2 separate regions of the Columba livia genome follow, and region 2 is linked to region 1. Evidence: chromatin contacts called from public Hi-C data. All regions are on one chromosome and are shown on one strand. The core of a region is the stretch at or near the end of the contact, and the rest is flanking DNA. Distances in the headings are between cores, read along the strand shown.

Region 1 (4,068 bases), core at 1,323-3,822:
TTCAGTATAGTTTCCCCATTTCTACAGTAATTCTGATATCAACCATCATAAGGTAAGACACTGAAATATGAAAAAATATGAAAAAGCCTCTCTATACTAATATGTGTTATCATAAATAGTTTAATATCAAGTAGAAATGTAGGCCCTGTGAAGAAAATTTTCACATACTTTTCTTTCTTTGAAGTTGATGTAAACATATGGGTTTGTTCAAGTTATTTCTAGACAATCACTAAGATTTTAAGAGAAGACTAGACTTCAAAACACCGATTTGTGGTTGTATATAAGCCCTCTGTTGCACTTTCCATTCACATTGGAAAGACCCACTGGACACTAACAATTTTCAAAATTTAAATTAAGTGTTTAAGTACAAAGCACCCAGACTCGAGGCATCTGCTTCTGAAATTTTTCTCTAATCTCTGCAATAGCCCTTTTTAAGTTTCTATTTCCTATAAGTGGAATTTAATGTGTGTACAAATACACACGTACACAAATATTTTTCCTGTCTCTGATACTGAAACAAAAAGCCAGTGCCATAATTAAAGGCACTACTGTAAGGCATTGAGCTGGCACTTCATACAAATTATAATTTACTGTGTGATTGAGGTCTAACACGAGTCCCTGCAACCGGCATGCTGTTGCCCTTTGGGAAGGGCACTCCTCACCCACTCCTCCGTGGTGACAGTTACGTGACAAACACTACTCCTGGCTCACCACATGGTAGTTTTGCAGTGATGGCTGCAGTCCAAATGCCTGATATACTTAGCATCAGAAAGTAATTCAAATTATTTTTGTTCATGTCTTTGGTCTGGAAATGTATTCCCCTCTTCAGTCACTCTTTAATGACAGGATAACATTTTTCCCTTCTAATCAGTCACTTAGAAGGTTACTTCATTTCCCCCCCAGGTCATCCAGTGGTAAATCATAAGCGTTTATGATTAGCTGCATGCAAATACATGTATTCTGCTTTGTGTATTGCAGTACATTGCTGAGGTATGTTACTGAGGCATCATACATTCATACTTGAGCTAATTCAGCAGTTTCACTTGGTAACAGTGCTATATACTTAGAGACCATTTTCCATCTGGGAATTAAGCAAGATTTTTAGGAAGCTTAGGAAAACAAACATGTAAGTCTACTGGACTGTATTCTTACAATATCCTAATCAAAAGTCACTTTCAGAATTTTGGAGACTGTAAGTAAACCGGGCATTTTGTCGTGACAAAGCACTGCAGAAAGTTTTATGCAAGCTAAAGCTGTTGCCCTGGTACAGCAGTGATGTGAATTACCAGACTGAAGTTGTTTTGCCATAGGTTGAGGCTCAGTTTGGTGATGCGACAGGAGCCCAGATTCATCACTGCAGTTGGTGCAAACAGGCTTTAAGAGACTTGGGCTATACAGTCTCTCTACAGCTTTTATGTCTAAGTGGAGCTCACAGTAGGACCAGGCCCAAAATGACCTGCTTCTCACATTATGCAGTATCACTGCAGGCAAAGGAAGCTGAGGAACCAGATTTTCTGACACTACAAAGGGCACTGTTGTGTAAACACTCTGAGGGTATTGAAGGGAGAGGTCCAATCTTGTATGGTATTTTTACAGGTGCTTAATTTCAAACATAAGAATAACCATACTGATGTCAACGAATCGCTTATGAACTTAAACACATGCTTTGTTGGATTAAAGCTAGGACAGAGTTTTGCCCAATTTAGCCCCTGGTTCTTTCTAACTGTACAACTAGGCCAACCTGTTCCTCACCATTCCCTTCTGCAATAGTGATTAATGTGCAACCAGTTGGTCTCTCACACAACTTTCAATTTGAAAAAAAAAAAAATAGAAAAAGATGTGTGACAACCATTGAGATGCAGCACTCATCAAAACTAACAGGGTGGCTAATATGCTGCCACCTGCACCGTTCTTTCATGTTGATGAATATTGCACAGATACGTGTCACTTTCACTACCGTGAATCATTACTCATATTAACAATTTGGCTGAAGCACACCCAAGCCTGAAGTCATCTGGATGCCTACCAAAACACAGCTCAGAATATGCTGCAGCAAAAGCAAATGGCAAGTGCTGTGTGAAAAGAAGGTATAACAACGTCAATTTGCTCGGGTCTCTCATGGCACCCAGAAATCTACACTTCCATTATAATTTTAAAAGTAACTCTGGAGGGAACTGCCAGTAGTTGGTTTATTTGAAGTCTCATCAGAGACAGAATATTTTTGAGTTATTCCGAATATTTGGTCAATACCATTTTTTCTAGTTCTGGTTTCGTTATTATTTTTTAACTTACTACCTATTAAAAGAACAACATATCTAATGTCAGTCTTTGGGGTGATATAAATGCAACCATGAGACTATGAGACAGGAATTTGCAAATACCATCATTTAAAATACCTTCTTGTGTGAAGGAACTCCAAGCACAACCACACAGTATTGGAGACAAGCTGCGAGCAGACTCTGCTCTCTGCTGGATATTTTCCTGCAGCCTCTTCTTATTCCCAACGCAATTAATTGGGGGGCGGGAGGGAGCAGAAAAGTCAAGTCTCACATTTAAGGTGCTTAGCTTAATTTTAGACACCCAAGGGTCACTAAGTGTCTTGCTGAAGCTCCCCCCGGCCGCGGTGAGCGGTGGTGCCCAAACCGAAGCGCAGCCCTGCCCGGGTGCCCGCAGCCGCCGCGCCCCGCCCGGCCCGATCCCCACCGACGGGGCTGGGGGGACCTCTCGTGGTGGAAATCGGGGCAGCAACCCCGGTCCTGTTCTCCCTGACACCTAGAGCAGAACTCTGCTCACAGGTGAAGTCGAGTGGAAGTGAAAAAGTCAACACAAGTGAGAACTAACAACAAGAAATTAATACGGCGAACACTAATTGATGTCAGTGCTGGTTTAAACTTGGGTACCGGCCTATATTTTAAAAACATATTGCATAAAGAGTCATACTTTTCTGTCTCTGTCCAGACTGAACAAGCCCAGCTCCCCCAGTCTCTCCTCATAGGGCCAGTGCTTCAGCCCCCACCATCTTGGTGGCCTCTGCTGAACTCCATCCAGTTAGTCAATGTCTCTCCTGTATTCAGGGCCTCATATTTGGATGCAGTAATCTAGATGTAGTCTAATGAGTCCTGAGTAGAAAGGGATAATCACTTCTCTCGTTCTCTGGCTCTGGTCCTGTTCACGCAGCCCAAGATCCTGTTGGCCTTCATTACTGCCAGGGTCACTGCTGGCTCATGCCCATCTTGCTGCCCACCAATGCCCAGGGTCTTCTCCACAGAGCTGCCCCCAGCCAGGCAGAATCATCCTATGCAGTGCCAGTGGCTCTTTTTTTCTAGGAGCAGGATTTGCCTTTGTCCTTGAATTTCATAAGACTGGACCATTCCTGCAGCCTGTTTGGGTTCCTCTGAATTTCCTGCTCTCAAGTGTATTACTGATCTTCCCGGTCTGGTGTCATCTGCAAAATTTGATTAGAAATAGATCCGTGCATGCATTGATATGGCTATGTGATTTTGTCAGACCAACATGAGCTGTTTCCCTGCCCCAAGTGTTTATGTGACATCCAGCCTAAGTTAATAAACTTTGCCTCCCACTAGAGCTCAATAGCTTGGGATCAGGATTGTGCTAATCACAGCTAAATGGCTTTTGGTTCAGAGCACAGGACAAATGAGCTGTGTCTGCTTCAACATCTCATGTGAGTGTAATACCTAAGTCCACCAAAACACATGTTCCATTAACACTGGTGGAGCTCCTGAATGAGGAACTGGCAAGCCTGAAAGATGCTATATTGTGATAAAGTGGATCTGATTCCAGTAATGGTAAGCAAACTGAGAGTATGAATTAATCCAAAGTCACTTACAAGAACACTGTAGAGAAATCATACTCCTGAGGCCCCAGAGGAAGTCAGGACTTTGGAGGAGTCTGCCTTAGTTGATGAGGACTGGGTTAGGGAGCAATTAGGCAATCTGGACATCCATAAATCCATAGGTCCAGATGGGATGCACCCATGGGTGCTGAGGGAGCTGGCTGAGGTAATTGCTAGACCATTCTCCATCATCTTTGCCAAGTCTTGGGAAATGG
Region 2 (3,825 bases), core at 1,214-3,713, 180 kb before region 1:
TGGCAGGAGTATTTTTTTCTGGCAGGTACACATGCATCTACAAGACAGGGAAGGAAAATTAGTTTTCATCTCAATCATCTGCAGCAGTATTTCGCTAAAAACCAAGGGCTTACGTCTTCCACTGTCCTGTTTTCTGTATAGTGTTCTGTCTTTGGGAAATGTGTTTAGTCTGGCAGTGTCTTAACAATGCTCTACATTCATTCTGCCCATATTGTAGGTATTTAACAGGGCAGTGAATACTGGGTAATCGGCCCTGAAAAGGGAAACTCTCTTCTCTACTGCAGAGTGTCAGTGGCTGTGCTTTATGACTGAAACGAAGCAGGAATCACAGTATTCATACAGCAACCAGACGACAGAAATACACCTTGTCATGTCTGTGCCTTAAATGTGGTCTGTTTATCTCTTGTTATCTATGTAAATGTGAATCCACTGCCCTTTATCTTGTAATTGTATTTACCTCTCTTTGGCCACATCCTTTCTCGAATGCCCCTTGGATGCTATAGTATGTTCATTGGAATGCTCTTGTAACTGGAAGATGAGAATCATATCTGTCACAAAGCTTTATAGTGGCAGGAGTTTGACTTCTGGCTGTTTGTTGTTACTGTCCTTCTAACTGAGCCAATTATCTTATAGTATTAAATTGTGTCTCTAGAGGAAAAGTGATGTTATTTTCCTTTTTTTTCCTTGAAAATAATTTTTACTTTTTTTTTTTTTAACTTTTATCATGTTACATTTTATTTATTTATAAAATAAATTAATTATCTAATTTATTTTTTACGTATTGTATCCTTTTTTATTTTGTGTTTTTGCATCATGGAAAGACAAAATATGTTTTCAAACAAGAAATGTCATGCATTTCTCCCATTCTTACTATTCTTTGTTTAATAGATTATTTATTTTGTTCTTCAAGGGATTCTCTTTTTGGGAAGAAATTTACTTTTAGCTTTATGTCTTCTGCAGAAATGCCATAGTCATATTTGTAGTGGTGCTGTGTGCAGCACGTGGCTTACACTTTTTTCTGTTGTGTTTTGGGGCTCAGGACCAGTTTGTGTGGTGGATGTCTATATTGCTAGGAGGTTTTTTTTCTGCTTAGTAAAATGTTTTTGTTGAAAGGGAAGCAGATGTATGCTTTTGAGTATTGCTTTTGCACTAGCATTGTCACCATGGCTCCAGCTGCTGTACAGAACCATAGTTTCCGAGGTACTGTCAGGCGCGTAAGATGCAAATTGTCATTACAAACCTACATATAAAGCAAGGGACTACAGGGGTTTAGTTCTTGATGAAGTAACTTAGCAATGTTCTAGTATGGGACAGTGTCTATGTCTGTTGAAAAAGGTTTCCTGATTCCTGTTTTGGTCTGTGTGAGCGTGTTTTCAAACAGAAATGTTGTGAGCAAATGTTGGACAATGTGATCCTGCTGTCATCTTTTACCTCCTCTTTTTAAACAGCTACATCAGTTTATCTCAAATGACACTGATATTCATGACATATTTTAATGTGTCTATTTTATATCTATATGCTGTATAGGTCAAATGTATTTATATATTTTTTTATTCTAAATATGTATTTATTCAGTATTAGAACAGGACTAAGGAAACAAATCCTTTGTTAGATTCCTCATAATTAGTTCTAAGAGCTGGATATTTACTTCTGAAGAATGTAGGATATTCACATGCATTTGAACTTGAATTTTAATGACACTTGCTGTCATACCAGGTTGCCTTTATTTTCACTCTGCTTCTACAGTTGTTACTGACCATCTCTGCTGTTCTGCAAGTTGAACAGCAGGAGGAGCTCCAGACTTAATTCACAGGGTATGTTTTTCCCTATGAACCGCAGTAATTTTGTTTCTGTCAGCTTTCACCAAGTTTTTCCTTGGAAACTTGATCCTACTTCAAAAGCATAAGCCTCCCATTGATGGTAACAGGATAGTTTACTTCTTTTTTCTTTTTCTTTTTTTTTTTTTGTTAAATTATCTTAAGTAGCCTCTCTGGCTTTAAACCCACACTTATGACAGTGTAATGTTTTTGTAGCTAAGTTTGAGTGGTAGAGAAAACAGACGTCAGTGTAAATGCACATTTAAGAGAAACTGGAGACAGAAGTCTGAAATTCATGGTAGTACTGTCTTAAAAGAAGATAGAGTAATTAGAAGAACCGCAAGAATTTTGGCAGGCTAGGGTCATAAAACAGTCAATGCTAGAACATGCTTCAGCCTTTAACAAGTAAGAAAGTGTCTCATATGTATATTATAAAAATAATACTGCTGAGTTTTTAGTGTAGGCAAGTAACATAGTATTAATTAAATCCTATTATGTCTCAGTAAGTGCAGCTGCAGTTATGCAGCTTGCAAAGGTGTTGTAGCCTTGCTGAAAAAATCTGGAAGAGACCTTTTGAGGTCAGCTATTTACTGTGAAGGTGGATTGACTGTGCTTAGGCCACTTCTGACAGAGACACAGAGCTTTATTGACAATGGTCAGTGGTGAGCTCAGTGTGTTTGGTGTTGACTCCTGTTTCCCAAACTTTTGGTGCTTACCAGGCTGGGCTGTTTTCACTGGTTATGATCTACTGTTGGGATTTTTGCCAAAATGTCAAAGACTCTATTCAGCTTGCAGCTGGGATGTTCTCACAGGGTATTGCGCTCTGTGCTGGTCTGTCTTCTTGGGACTGCAGAAATAAATAAGACTGGCCATGGAGATGAACAAATCAATGCCAAAATAAACCAATTTCCTGCTGTGTAGGAAAAAGAAGCCACCACAGCAGCTTTAGGTGTTTTGGATCTTGGGGTGACCATCTGATCAGAAATTAGGAATAACTCATCTCCCTTCTTGCTGGGACTATACATGGGCTGCCAGCTTCAGGGTGAGGGGGCAGCACTTTTGTCCGAGGGCTAGGGACAGTACTGAGGGACCTAAACATGACTCTGGATGTTTCTAAAGTTGCTAAGAGCTGCGACTAATGTGGAGATTTGCAAGTTACTTGTAAACAAACTTGTTTATGGCTGCTTTTTGTTACATTATTTTTAGTTTTACGAAAGAGTGCTCTGTGTTGGAAACAGCCCATGGAAAAATAACTCAGACCCTTTGTGGAATATGTGAGAAAACTGTCACTCTGTTTGAATTGAAAGCTGAAGTGAAACAATAGTGCAAAGTTTAAAAAGAACCAGAAAATCATTCAACCAAAGTGCTCATAGAGAAGAACTTTCTGTAACTGTTTATAAAGAAGGGAAGGTATGCTTTCTATTAAATCAGCTAATGGATGTGCAAAAAGTCCATTTAATTTACCAGTCACTAAGCTAGTGGACTAAGCTTTTTGGAGGAAAACCTGAAAGTTATTGAAAAGTCTTGATGTGAAGCAGAATTCAGGTTTCATGAATTATTTCTTTGTTCAAAACATTGTGGAAGGACAAAGAAATTCTTGATGATTTGAAAACAAAGTCAAATCTGAAAGTTGCGTACAGTGTCAATACCGAACCGATATTCTGAATTACCCCCTGACCTCCTCCAAAATATTCCATGAAGTACAATTAACAGAAAGAAAAAAGGAATGTGAGATACAGGTGCTAGTTTACAGTTGATGAGAGTACAAAGGCTTTCTATTATTATTATTATTATTTTTAAGAAATCCAGAGTCTTCTATAAATCATGGTTAAGAGTCTCCCTTCAGGTAAAGAATTAAATTTCATAGTCTGGCATGTAATGAAAATTGGAAGGGATTTTCCTTGTCTTGATCTCTTTAAGTTAACCTGAGGGGTTCATCTCACTTTTATCTTCCAGTAACAAGATTTTTTCAAGTTTCTTTGAAAGTTTTAAGAGAATCTGTTTTAGA

The links. Hi-C and Micro-C count contacts between places; a contact is called where the count stands out from the background.
Region 2: a Hi-C map of crop shows a contact between it and region 1, with 5 times the contacts expected there. The contact joins two enhancer-like sites. A contact is called at or near these places in 2 of 2 Hi-C or Micro-C datasets (crop and liver).

Annotation. Positions count from the first base shown.
Region 1 is chr1:21,634,610-21,638,677 of bColLiv1.pat.W.v2, reverse strand. No RefSeq gene overlaps it. Among named protein-coding and RNA genes, the nearest start is that of SACS, 11 kb to the right of the region's middle. Within about 2 kb of position 2,572, at least 3 of the 3 cell types and tissues checked have an H3K27ac peak away from gene starts, as active enhancers do.
Region 2 is chr1:21,818,654-21,822,478 of bColLiv1.pat.W.v2, reverse strand. The region is part of intron 10 of MIPEP (mitochondrial intermediate peptidase); the gene reads left to right. Among named protein-coding and RNA genes, the nearest start is that of MIPEP, 19 kb to the left of the region's middle. Within about 2 kb of position 2,463, at least 1 of the 3 cell types and tissues checked has an H3K27ac peak away from gene starts, as active enhancers do.